Regions from separate parts of the Rattus norvegicus genome. Here region 2 is linked to region 1. Evidence: chromatin contacts called from public Hi-C data. All regions are on one chromosome and are shown on one strand. Each heading gives the region's core, a stretch centred on a gene start, on an enhancer-like site or on the middle of the called end of the contact. The rest is flanking DNA. Distances are from core to core; before and after follow the strand shown. Region 1 holds the start of Zdhhc14 (zinc finger DHHC-type palmitoyltransferase 14). Region 2 overlaps Zdhhc14 (zinc finger DHHC-type palmitoyltransferase 14).

Region 1 (6,201 bases), core at 1,283-3,782:
GGCACCTTTCCTCCCACCTGGGTGTTGGTGCTGAAGTCAAATGAAAGCACATCAGGAGCCCCCGTTCCCCCTCCTCCAGGTTCCACTGGTCCAGTCAGCTGGCTGCCTGGCTGGGGACCCAGAAACAACAGGAGCCCCACAGATTACGCCTCTTTGGCACTCTTCACGCAGTTCATACCCCTTCTCTCCAGCCCATGGGTCCCACATAGATGCCACCCGTTTAGTCTCCAACACCCACAGAAGGTGACCTGTGAGACACCTGGGCAATCGGGAGTCAGAAGTGGAGGATTGGGGCTGTAGGTGACAACAAGCAAAACGGGGGGCAGGGAGGGGGGTCAAAATCAGAGCCTAGTACTTGTTAAAGACAAAACTAAACAGAGTAGGTTTAGATAACCCTAACCAGAAGAAGCTGCAGGGACTGAATGCATATACTGTGCCTTTAATAGCTGGAATATGGGCAGCTTAAAGAAATTCTGCCCATAAACATGTTCCTTTTTTAAAAGTTTGAATCGAGACTTTAACTTTTGTTGAGCATAGAATGAGGGAGGGGCGAGAAGCTGCAGATGTTGAACTCAATCAGAGCGATTGACAGCGACCCGGAATACAGCTAAACTCTTTACCTAGGGGCTACTAATAAGGAAGGCCTGTCTTCAGAGGGCAGGGTGTTGCTATGACCAATTGGATTTTCCTGAAGACTCTCATGCAGTTGTAGTCCCCAACCCTCTCGGCCCCCAGGATAGAGTCCAACGTGTTGTTTCTGGAATCAGGAGCCACGTGGTGTCCAGATTTCCTTTCTAGACCTTACATCTTTCACCTGTTCCCAAATGATCTACTGTGGGTACTTTCTGGGGAAACTTCTTTGAAAGACGGTACACTCCACCCTTGGTAAGACTGTCAATCAGGAGGACAAGGAAATGAAAAAATGAAATTACCCACGCAGGACACTGTAGGTAATCAACACTTTCCACCTAAAATAACTAAGAACCAGCCAACTGGGTCTAAGAAGAAGCCTCGAACTTCCTTTGCGTGGGTGGGGTGGGGGTCACGGGGGCGGGGATAAGGACTAAGTCTATTTCTATCTTAAGAATCCCCACCCCACCCCACCTCAGAAGGCTGCACCTGGGCTGATGTGCTAGTTCCAAACTCAAGAGAGTCCACCTGCCTGGTTCTTGACACTGCTCTGGAGCCAGTGACCTAGCACAGCTTACATGTGCCCCTCTCTCCTCTTCCTTACTCCCAGGATCCAGGCCCTGCAAGGCGTTATTTCAGGGGGCTGAAAATCCCATAAAGGGAGAACAGGGAAAGCGGGCTGACATTATATAACAACATACACCAGAAAACGAAAGTCATCAAAGTAGGGGCATGAGAAGGCGAGGGGGAGCACGGCATCTGGAAGCTGTCACTTACTCGAAGGCGAAGAAGAGTCCACTAGTGACCAGGATGAGGATGAGCGTCAGGTAGAAAACGCCGGTCTGCCGGGCCATCATGATCCTCCCGTTGCAAAAGAACTTGTTTCTTCCCGGGAACACCTCCCATTTCCTCCGGGCTGCGATTTTCTTCTTCTTGTGGGGAGACTCCATGGGGGAGGAGCTGTGGGTGCTGATCTGACTGTACTCGCAGTCTTTCATGGGCCCGCCGCCGCCGGGAGGCATCCACGAGGGCAGCCGGCTGGGGGCGCACACCCCCAGAAGCCCCCCGGCCGCGCGGGTCCCGCCGAGCCACGGCCGCCGCCGGCCACCCGGCCGCCGCCCGAGCCGCGGCGCTGCGACCCCTAAACGGGCTCCCGGCTCGGCGACAACTTTGCCGAGGACACCCAGGTTAACCCCTTGGAGAGCCCAGCTGTCATAGCAGAATCCGCTTTCAGGAGGGACTGTTGGTCCGCAGTCCGCGGCAGCGGTTCTCCGTGGCTTCCAGCCCGTGGATCGGGGCTGCAGGACCCCGCGGGGCGCGGGGGACCGCTCAGCAGACACCCAGACGGCGGTGCGCCTGGCTCCGCCACCCGAAAGCTCTAGGCTGCGCCTGGACTCCGGCCCGCGGGTCCGCGATCGCCGCGCCCTTAGGGGACACGAGGCAGCGGACCCACGCCGGCTCCCTCCCGAGCCACTTCTGCTCCTCGGCCAGGTGGTTTCTACTCTTTCCTGGTGACGGATCCTCCCAGGAGAGAGCGCTGCAAACTGGGCGGCAGCTCGCGGCACCGGCAACCCCTCCCAGGGGTGGGGATAGCCACGCGCGTTCTTCTGTCAGGAGCTGCTCCGTAGGAGCCGGGGCGCTGCCCGCGCTGCGACCCCGCGTCCACGAGCCGAGCAGCCGCGCTGAGTCCGCGGCCCCTACGCGGGGCTAAGGCCGAGGGTGGAAGCGGCGGCGGCGGCTCCCGGGGCTTCCTCGGTTCCTTCTGTCCGGAGAAGCCAAGCCTAGTGCGACGAGGGCCGCCGGAGGGCCGCGGGGACACTGCCACAGACACTTGTTTGCAAGGCTCAGCCCCGGCGCGCGCGGCGCTCGGAGCAGGTCCGCCTCCTCGCGGCCCGGTGGGCGGTGACTCCCGCGCCTCACGGCCGGGCTCCTCCTCCTGCTCCTCCTTCTCGCCAGCTAAGCCAGGGCACCGGCTCCTGTGGGTCCCTGCCCTAGTCCCCCCTCCCTCCCCACACCCCATACCCCGAGCCAGTGCGCAGGGCTCGAGGACTGTGAGGGCCTGGCGCGCCCGGAAAAAGGCTCCTGGCTCCCTGGTGACATCCTTCACCCCAGCAGCGATCAGTTCGTTGCCCTCCGTGCTGAGTCGCCATGCGCTCCCCTCGGACTTCGGTCCTGTACTGGGTTCTCCACCGGATTATTCCCGGCCCCAGCTGCGACCTCTGGACACGCGCATCCTCGTGACCAGTCGAAAAATCGTTCTTGCTACTACGGGGGACCTGAGTACCCTCGGCGCGGAGAAGTGACCTTTCCTGGCTTGTCCTCGGCTCGTCCTCTTCCTCCCCAGCGCCACGCATGGCTGAGACGCCGGGAAACTCTAATGATGCCCAGAGGATGGGGGTGGTGGAGTGCCTGATGACAGGGTGACGAGCAGCCGCCCGAAACAGGCCAGACTTCGGGACCTCCAAGGGCGGGGGACAGCAGAGCGATCTGTGTCAGCTCCAGCAGCGACCGATCTGGTCCCTCTTTTGGATTAAAAGCCCCCAGTGGCAGGCTTTGTTTGCAAAGGTCGCTGTCTTTCCCAGTTTTCATTCTCTACTTTTCCCCCAGTGATGCTCACAATGCGCTCATTTTACTGCTGGTTCCTTGCATCTGTGGAGCCCACACACAGTAAAGGGACCGCAGGTCCAGCGGATGCTTGGAGTGCGCCTCTCTCTATTCCAGTTTGACAGTTGGGTGTACCTACGGGCGCAAGCCCGGCGCCAGAGAACCCCAGCCGCCTAAGCGCTGCTGCGCCCCTGGGCTTCATGGCCGGGTGGGAGCGCTAACTGAGATATGCACTAAGGTAACCGGGCGCAAAAAAAAAAAAAAAAAAAGGGGAACCGGGCACCGGGCACCAGCGCTCGATTTTCCGAGTCCTACTTTCTTTTCGGAGCCCGCTGGGATATGTAGTTCCTTCTCTCGTCGTCCAACTCTGGGAGCAAACGTGACTTAAGGATCTAAAACTACAAGTCCCTGCATCCCCTGCGACGAAGGCGGTGAGGCAAGGTACTAGGCTTTGTGGTGCTCGGCGTTTGGAGATCAACAAAGACAGCTTTGGAAAAGGTGCTTTCTCTGTACGGGGTGGTTATTTGCACACTGCCCGCGTTCTGTGTAATCCTCACCACAACCCTGTCATGCACTATTGTACCAAACTCAAAGAAACTGCTTGCCCAACTCTACAAAGCTGCCCAGTGATAGAGATGGCACTGAACCCAGAGCTCTGTCTTTCCATTACAAAGCATGCCTCAGTGCTCCGTGTCAAAGCGAGATAAGGTTGGCTAGCGAAAAGAGAAAAAGAATGTAACCAGCTGGGAAGTGGTGGGAATAGAAATGTTAATTAGATAGGACAAGGAATTAAGAGAAGTTAAAAGCAAGTGCGATTCTTAGCGGCTGGATGGGACCTTTTCTTTGTTTGGTGAGTGGATGGGTGTTTTTTTGTTTGTTTGTTTGTTTTGTTTTTTGGGTTTTTTTTTTTTTTTTGAAACAAGTTCTCACTACTGTTGTAGTAGTTTCCAGTTTCTGATTCTCTGCCTTTTGTCTGCTGGCATTACAGATGTGTTCCACCAAGTCCAGCTAAGGGTCTTAAATGGACAATTGGAATTGACCTTGAATTATTTGAGATACTGCATGACAGACAAGCACATTAACAGAGACAACTAAGTGCTTGGTAACTGTGCTTTTTTTTTTTTTTTTAAACAAACCAACTAACTCTGGCATTTGAAGTACAAGCTTTTATGCCTTCCCACCCTTTAGCTGATGTGCTCAAGATGTTATTTTGTCAAAAGCACGTGTTAACTTTATTGTCTTGGTGGCTTTAGAAAGCACCTTCTCTTAGCATTGGGAGTGGAGCTCCATGGTAAAGTACTTTCTCATTCTCTTTCTCACTCTCATTCTCAACTAAACTGGGTTTTTCTGGCATCTGGCTTCTAGCACTGTTGCAAAGTCCTTATCCTCTAGAGATGCATACTAAAAGTATTTGCAAATGAAATGATAGAACATCTAGATTGTGCTTTCAGACTCTCCAGCCCATCCTCCTCCCACACACAAGGAGACAGAAAGAACAATTCTGGGAACTCTTGGAAAGTGTTACCATTATGAGATGTAACATTGTTCAATTATCCACAGCTGCAGATTAGCTCAAACCTGAGGGCTTAAACACAACAGGTGTACCTCACAGCCTTTGTGGTTCAGGTATCTAAGTCTTCTGAGTTCTCCGCCCATACCATCACAGTGTAGGCTAGGCTGTGTTCTCCTGACCTGGAGAAGAATTCACTTCCGTGCTCCTCTGGGTTGCTAGTGAATTCATTTTAATGCATTTGTAAGACAGCAACCAGTTTCTTGCCAGTTGGCCACTGGAAAGCCTCCACAGCTCCCAGACAGTACCTGCAGCTCCTAGAAGTTACCAATAGTTCATTAGCACCTTGGCATTTCCCAGAATTCATTAAGCCAAGAAAAGCCTCCCAGCAAGCAGGCTCCATACATTACAGCCAAATGTACCTGTTCTATTTAGCCAGAAAGCAAATCGTAGGTTGCAAGGTGAGGGGACCAATCGGGGCTATAGACACTAGGTTAAGTCTGTCCACCAAAGTATGTAAGGGGGTCCTCTCTCATCCATCATGTTTGCTTATCTTAATATCAGACAATCCCATGTAAAAAGAAACAAAGTATTTGTTTTAAAACTATTCCTAGTGGGGAGGGTGAAGAGATGCCTCCGTTAAGAGGTGTTTTGCTCTTCTGTTAACTGTGTTATCATCCACCTCAGGTAAAGCCACCAAGCTGTCACCATCTGTGGCACTTCAAGCCAGCAGCTAGCCTTTCCTGCACTGTTAGTGATATCTTTGATGCCAGTGGTCTTCCTCTGACCTTGGCTGACTTGGTGGAGTCATTAACAAAGCGGGGTGTTTCATAAACAAAATTGGAGGTTTGTTTCTTTCACCTGAGCAGCTCAAACCATTCTAGAAGCTTCCTCGTTAGTTCTCAGAACACCTTCAGGCAGCCAACGTAGGGGATGACCCCAGCCACTGTGCAAGGCAACACATTCAGGTTCCCGGATATTTTGTGGTTTCCTGGGTGCACCTTTCAGGGCCAGCATGGGTGTGCCCTCAGGGTGGTCAGGTGCATAAGATCAAAGGAACAGAGTCTTAAGAGAACTCTAGGGAACTTTGGAATAAACTCAAGACATTTCATTCCAAATAGAATATGGCAGAAAATCAGAGACCTAATTCTTTGCAACCCAGAGACTGCTTGTGTTCATGCGGATTCTCAGCATGGCTGGAAACATTTAGCTTCAAAATGCACTCAGCACACCACAAAACCAAAATGAGGTAAGGCAGGATATTTTTAATGTGAAAATCTCTTCTAATTTTTTTCAAGCAATTTTCTGTCCTCTGACACCGAAAATATTGCTTCAATGTTTATAAGCTAGCACATATTGAAAACTGGTACCACACATAAATGTAGTGAACATAGATTATTCAAAATCCCATCACCATGAAGAATCGTGATCATTCCATATAATGTATATACACTTGC
Region 2 (6,201 bases), core at 2,566-5,065, 33 kb before region 1:
GAACCTGGAGGCGAGAACTGAAGCAGAAGACCCTACATGGAGGCACAGAGGGACATTGCTTAACTGGACAGTCCCCGGATCCACACTCAGATACCTTTCTTATACCTCCAAGGACTACCTGCCCAGCGGTGGCACTTACCACAGTGGGCTGGAACCTCCTAAATCAATCATCAGTCAATAAAAGGCCCTATAGGCAGGCACACAGATCAATCTGATGGCGGCATTTCCCCAGTCGAAGTTGTCTAGGTTTGTGTCAACTTGACAAACAAAACAACCAGTACAGTCTAGACATGCTTCTTACGGGGAAAACTTATAGCAAACCAGAGGATACAAATCAATGCTTGAAGTATGTATCTTATAGAAGCAGATACAGCACAATGATGTCAGTTATTCCTACATCAATCTATAGATGTAACCCCAATTTAAAAAGAAAGCCACAATATTTTTTTAAAAAAGAAATCAGAACATTTTAGGGCCAATGTGGGAAACTTTCTGTGGCTACAGAGTGGCTACAAAATATACAGAGAATAGGGGTAGGGTGGGGGTAAGCTAGGGGACCCAGACATAATTCTAAGGAGAAAATCTGGGTCAGGGTTCGGGGTCCAGGATCTGAGTAGTGGTGGTGATTTAGAGACAGCATGAAGTTGAAAGATATTTCCATGGAGATCGGGCCAATCAGGTGAGGGAGAGATGTCAATGGAAAGTATTGAGTATACTGCCCATGCAGTCATCGATCAAAGGTTCTATAACCCTTCCCCAACACACTTAAATCTACATCCTTCTGGTGGCACTGTCTCTGGGCCCGTGGAGCTGGAACAGTTAGTAGGGAAAGGTTAAGTGTCTGCTCACAGCCTAGTGGAGCATGGCTTCAGCATCATGACTCTGCTCATTAGTGTCCTTGAGAGCTTCTACGACCAGGACCCTGGGGAGTACTGGTCTTTCCCTACCTGATATTCTTTCTTTTCGTCTTGATTCAAAATTGTGCTAGGAAAAAAAAATAGGGCAGTGGCTGTTTTTGAGCCCAACCTCGTTGAATCGATGCTCATTGTCACTGGTGAGACGTAAGTGTCCTGTGTTTACTCTTCTTCAATCAATTAGTAAGTGGCATACACATAGGCGAGCTTCTTACTGCCGCAAGCCTACCGTTCCGCCAGAACCAACATTCCATTGGCATCGCTTGTTCAACATTCTTTGCAACACATCATCCCCAGAACAAAGTTAGTTTAAATTCATCACCTGCAGTCACCCCCAAACATCTTCAGAAGTCAGTGCATATGGTGTTTGATCGGGAAAAGAAGTACGTTTGTTTTGGGTGCAAGCAAGCTGTTATGCGAAGCAAGTGTCTGCTGAAATGTAGGTGAAAGATGCAGAGGCTTTGAATTAGGTTGGTTGAACCGTCATTCACTCCCAACACCCACCAGGCGAGGTGTTCTTGGCATATTACCACGCAAAGCTGTAAGGAGGTGTCTTGGCTCTGACGAGCCCCTGGGTGGTTTTGTTCTATGCAGATCAGTCTAACAATCCTGGAGGGCCCTGTGAGTCCTCTGCTTCCCTAATGAACTCCAGAGGAGGCTATCCTGCAAACCCACAGACCTCACCTGGGGGCGCCAGGAACTCAACTTGGCTCCATAAATTAGAAACCTTCTTCTGGTGTCTGTTTTATTACTATTGAGCTACAAACAAACAAACAAACAAACAAACAAACAAACAAAAAAACCACTTTATCGAGAAAAGATATAGTTCTATGAGGCATTTTTTTTAAGTTACTTTTGCTGTGTGGTTCGGGTTGGCCCGGTATCCATTACATAGGCCCAGGGTGACCTAGAACTCGCGGCGATTCTCTTGCCTCAGCCTCTGAAGCGCTAAGATTGCAGGTATGCGCCCACACACTTGGCATCCCCAGTTCTCTTTTCTCGGGCATCACCTCCTCACAGGAGCCTTTCCCTTCCCCCATTCCATGTCCCCTTCACTCCACAGCACTACAGTTTTTCACTGTCTGCATTACTGTATTCTGTAGCCACGCCGTCCTCCACCGGAGCACTTGTTGGGCTCCCTGTGGTGTCTGTAGAATTCTGCACAGTGGCATTTTCGAGGATCACAAGCCTGTTATACGAGAGGTGTCCCTTTGGCTCTCGGTTCCCATGTACTCATCTGTCAAACTGTCTCTAGTTGCCCCCAGAGGAGGGCTATGAACATAATAGTACAACAGGCCATTGGCAAGCATGAGCTGGCTTCCATGTACAGCAGTGGGAGGAGCAGTAGATACCTTTAATCATGATGGGCTGGAGAGATAGCTCAATGGTTAAGAGCACTGAATGCCCTTCCAGAGAACCTGGGCTCCATTCCGAGCACCCACATGGTTCCAGGAGATCTGACCCCTTCTTGTTTCTGTGGACACCAGTCGCACATGCAATGCACACATATGCATGCAGATAAAATATCCACAGAAACGTAAACAAATGAGTGAAATTTAAGGGAGTGATGATAATAAAAGTGTGTGATGACTAAATCGGTCTGAATAGTTTTGGTATCTAATACAGCTGGGCTCCACGGTGTCACTCGAGAAAGAGGTGCCACCATGTGTGAGGATTCCTGAAGCAAATGTTCCTGGCTGTGGGAGATAAATTCAGAGGGTGACTAAATGTTCAACATGGAGGTTGGAGGCTCTCAAGCTTGTACAGCCTTTTCTCTTACATATGCACCCGCATAGATAGTTCTAGCAGGACCATCCACAGCAACATCACCCCTGTGAACTTTGGAAGCTGTGCAGAGCAGAAGAAAAAGCTGCCTCAAAGATGTTCCGTCATCAGCCACATGTCTAGCTTTGTGTGTAGCACGTGATTGCCTGTTATATCTTCTCTGTCTGTCTCTGTCTGTCTCTGTCTCTGTCTCTGTCTCTCTCTCTCTCTCTCTCTCTCTCTCTCTCCTCTCTTCTCTCTTTCTCCTCTCTTTCTTTCTGTCTTTCTTTTTTTTTTTTTTGAGACTGGCCTTCCACTTAACTTAGAGTTCACTGACTGGCTGGACTGGCTGGCCAGCAAGCCCCGGTGACCCTCTTGTCTCCACTTCCAAAATGCCAAGGTTACAGTGTGAGCCACCTCACCTGACTTCTCACATGACTCCCTCCCTCATGCTTGCAGAATAAGTATCTCCCCAACTCCACTCAATTTTGTTTCTTTTATTGATTTGATAGCCGGAATCCTAGTGGACGAAACCCATCTCAGCAGCATTAGCGAGAGAATTATGTCAAGTCTTACAAAGGGCCTTACCCCTCCCACCCCATCACCGCTGCCTCCCACAGAGATGCAACTATTAATATACAGGGTCTTTGGTAACAAGAAGCTGTCTTTGTTAAACCACATTGATCTCCCTAGGAAATTTTTTTCTCATGGATGAGAAGAGGTGGGCAAAATGCTCCCTGGTATTTCAAATATGGCTGCCTTGGAGGCTCAATTCAGGCTCAGCATCGCAGCAGCAACCCGACTCCTTGTGATGCTGGGTGACTCATGAGAAGGAGACATCCTGTGAGCACGCAGTTTAGCATGAAGCTTCCTTGGGTGAATGGGGCTCACTGTGTCAAGTAAAATTCAGAAGGTAGCTAAGTTAATCGAAGAGTGTTCCAGACGAGTCACTGAAAGGGAGGTATCCCTGGAGAGAACAGTGCTTGGGATACGAAAGAGGAGGTAGAAAACTGGGACGGTTGAAAAATACCAAGATGTACTTTTAAAAGACCAAACGGTAACGCTGTTTCAGCAAGTCTCCAGTTTCAGATCTGCGCCCAGCTTTGTGTCTCGCTAACTATGAGCTCCGTGGGGGTCGGGGCTGCATCAGTGCCTGGTACAGGAGGGGCTGTGGGCACAAAGATGCTATTCAGTGTTGGGGGTGGATCAGAATTTAGTTCTGCCTTTGAGTTATGTCTGCCTTACTTTCAGTTCATCCTTCTGAAGCCCTTGGCAGGGTCAGGGAGGTAGGGGTTCCATCTCACCTCTGACAAGCTTTTGTCAAAAATACTTTTCACACCTGGAGAATGCTCAGCCTGCTCTACACGTGCCCTGAAATTACCCACTCACTCACCAACCTTTATGGGTTGTGCACCATGGAGGGCTCTGATTGTCCTTAAAACAACATTCTACCTCCACTGATCCCTGCAAGAACTGTCAATCTCCTATCTCTTGCAAAAAACAAAAAACAAAACAAAAGAAAAAACCCAAACCCTTTGATAAACTAATAATAAAATTGATAAATTGTTACGATAGTTATTCATACTTCAGAGAAAATAGAGCAGGGATCCACTGGCTTATCAGTTGAAGTGTTGATTGAGAAGCTGGGGCGGTGGTGGGGGCGAAGAAGCTACCTCATCGTTCCGAGGAGCTTAATAGCACCCCGGTTTCTCTGGCAGGATTCTCCCATTGCCTTCTATATGAGATTTGCTACATTAAGCCCTCAGAATCCTCAGAAGGGTCATAAAGTTGGAGCTGTGGTTATAGAGCCAGGCAAAGATATGTGAGATGTGTGGAAGCATTTACCTCATACTTAATATCCGGAAAGAGTGTGGCTCAGGCAGGCAGGGGGAAAGAAGAGAGTCAAGAACTTACTCGGTAGTGAATTGATTCAGTAGAGGGGGAAAGAAAATTCTGAACATAAGCTAGAGGGCTCAGGATTATGTCAACCCAAACAAGCCATTGACCGTGGAGAGACGTCGGGGAGGGCTTCCTGAGGCTGTCGGCCACCTGGATCTTGTGGATGCTAAGTGCTCCCTGATATCACAGAGACTAAATCGGCTCATCAATATCCTGACGGGTGACCCAGAATAGACAGCCTGGGATGTCTCGACCTGGATAAGAATCTCAGCTACAGGCACAGGCCCCAACCCCAGTTGTGTTTCCACCATACACTTCCTCCTGGTAACGCCGACCTTCAGCCACCTCCTCAAGTTCCCGTCTTCCCAGTGACGGGAGCCAGTGCAAGCCGTCCTGGCTTGTCTCTCGTAGGTGGGAAGAGAAGAAAAGCACTGTGGTTTTCATAATTAGGGATGCCAGTCTACTTTTCTAGCTGGCTCAGATCCCTGGTGCCAGAGGAAAGCTTAAAGAGTATTAGAATTATTAAAGATTAAAGAAAAATGTGTGTCTTGAGGGACGCAAAGGGAATTGGCCACAGACACACTGCCAGATGGTGCCACAGGTAGGATGAGAACCCAGTGCCCTTTCAGCAAACATACTACGTCTCAGTTGGAGAAACAAAAATGAAATCTAAACCACAGGGACAAGGCTTGACATCCAACTGACCACGTGACTCCAAGACCCTTCTCTGGCTTTGTAAAGAAGAGTAAGACGTGGAACCCCATATTGTGTGATGTTAACTTGCTAGGTCTTCAAATTCTTGGGACTCAGTGGACAGAGCGAGGGCACTAGAAGAAGTGACACTTTGTCATGGAGTCTTGTCAGCCCAGGCAGAGAATACACACGTGTGCACACACACATGCACATGTGTACACATGTGTACATGCATGCACACACACACACACACACACACGTTAATCATACCAGTGTCACTGTGACCTAGCAGAGGTCCCATGCCAATAGAATGAGGCACAACCGACACTCTACATGCATAGTCTGAATGAAGCCTCAGAGTCACCCCCCACTCCACCCGTGTACTCGCATACTCAGGCACACATAAATGCATACACATGTTTGCGTGTGTGTGGATGGTCAGAATCAACCTCCATCACTCCTTCACCTTATTGGTTGAGGCAGGATCTCTCAATCAATCCAAGAGCACACTAATACAATTAATCTCACTAGCCACCTTGCTCCATGTCCACAGAACCTTTATTTGGCTTTTGAGGTTCCCAACCCCAGTTCTCACACATGCACAGCAAGGGCTTTAACCACTGAGCAATCTTCCAAGCCCCCAGATTCATTTAGAGAATTGTTTTTATTTTTAGGTATGTGTGTGCCCTAGAAAGTCAAAGGAAGGCTTTGGATCCCTTGGAACTCGAGTTACAGTCAACTGTAAACTGCCCAGTGTGGGTATGGGGAACCTAACTTTCGCCCTCTGGAAGAACGGCAAGCACTCTTAGTTCCTGAGCTCTCTCTCTGGTTCCACCCCACTCCCATATTCATTCAAAAACCAACTGTGACCCTTAGTTTCCAGCTCTACTCCCCTGAAACTAAGATAGTGAGAAGGGCCTTGGGTGAAAAA

The links. A called contact is a pair of places that touch in the nucleus more often than the background predicts.
Region 2: a Hi-C map of frontal cortex shows a contact between it and region 1, with 1.7 times the contacts expected there. The contact joins the enhancer-like site here to the promoter of Zdhhc14 in region 1. A contact is called at or near these places in 2 of 12 Hi-C or Micro-C datasets (frontal cortex and mammary epithelial cells).

Annotation. Positions count from the first base shown.
Region 1 is chr1:48,470,605-48,476,805 of GRCr8, reverse strand. It overlaps Zdhhc14 (zinc finger DHHC-type palmitoyltransferase 14), which reads right to left and starts at 2,532. Exons shown (of 9, transcript NM_001039343.1): 1 at 1,408-2,532. The coding sequence starts at 1,652.
Region 2 is chr1:48,504,900-48,511,100 of GRCr8, reverse strand. All of the region lies in intron 1 of Zdhhc14 (zinc finger DHHC-type palmitoyltransferase 14), which reads right to left. Among named protein-coding and RNA genes, the nearest start is that of Zdhhc14, 34 kb to the right of the region's middle. Within about 2 kb of position 3,815, at least 36 of the 93 cell types and tissues checked have an H3K27ac peak or open chromatin away from gene starts, as enhancers often do.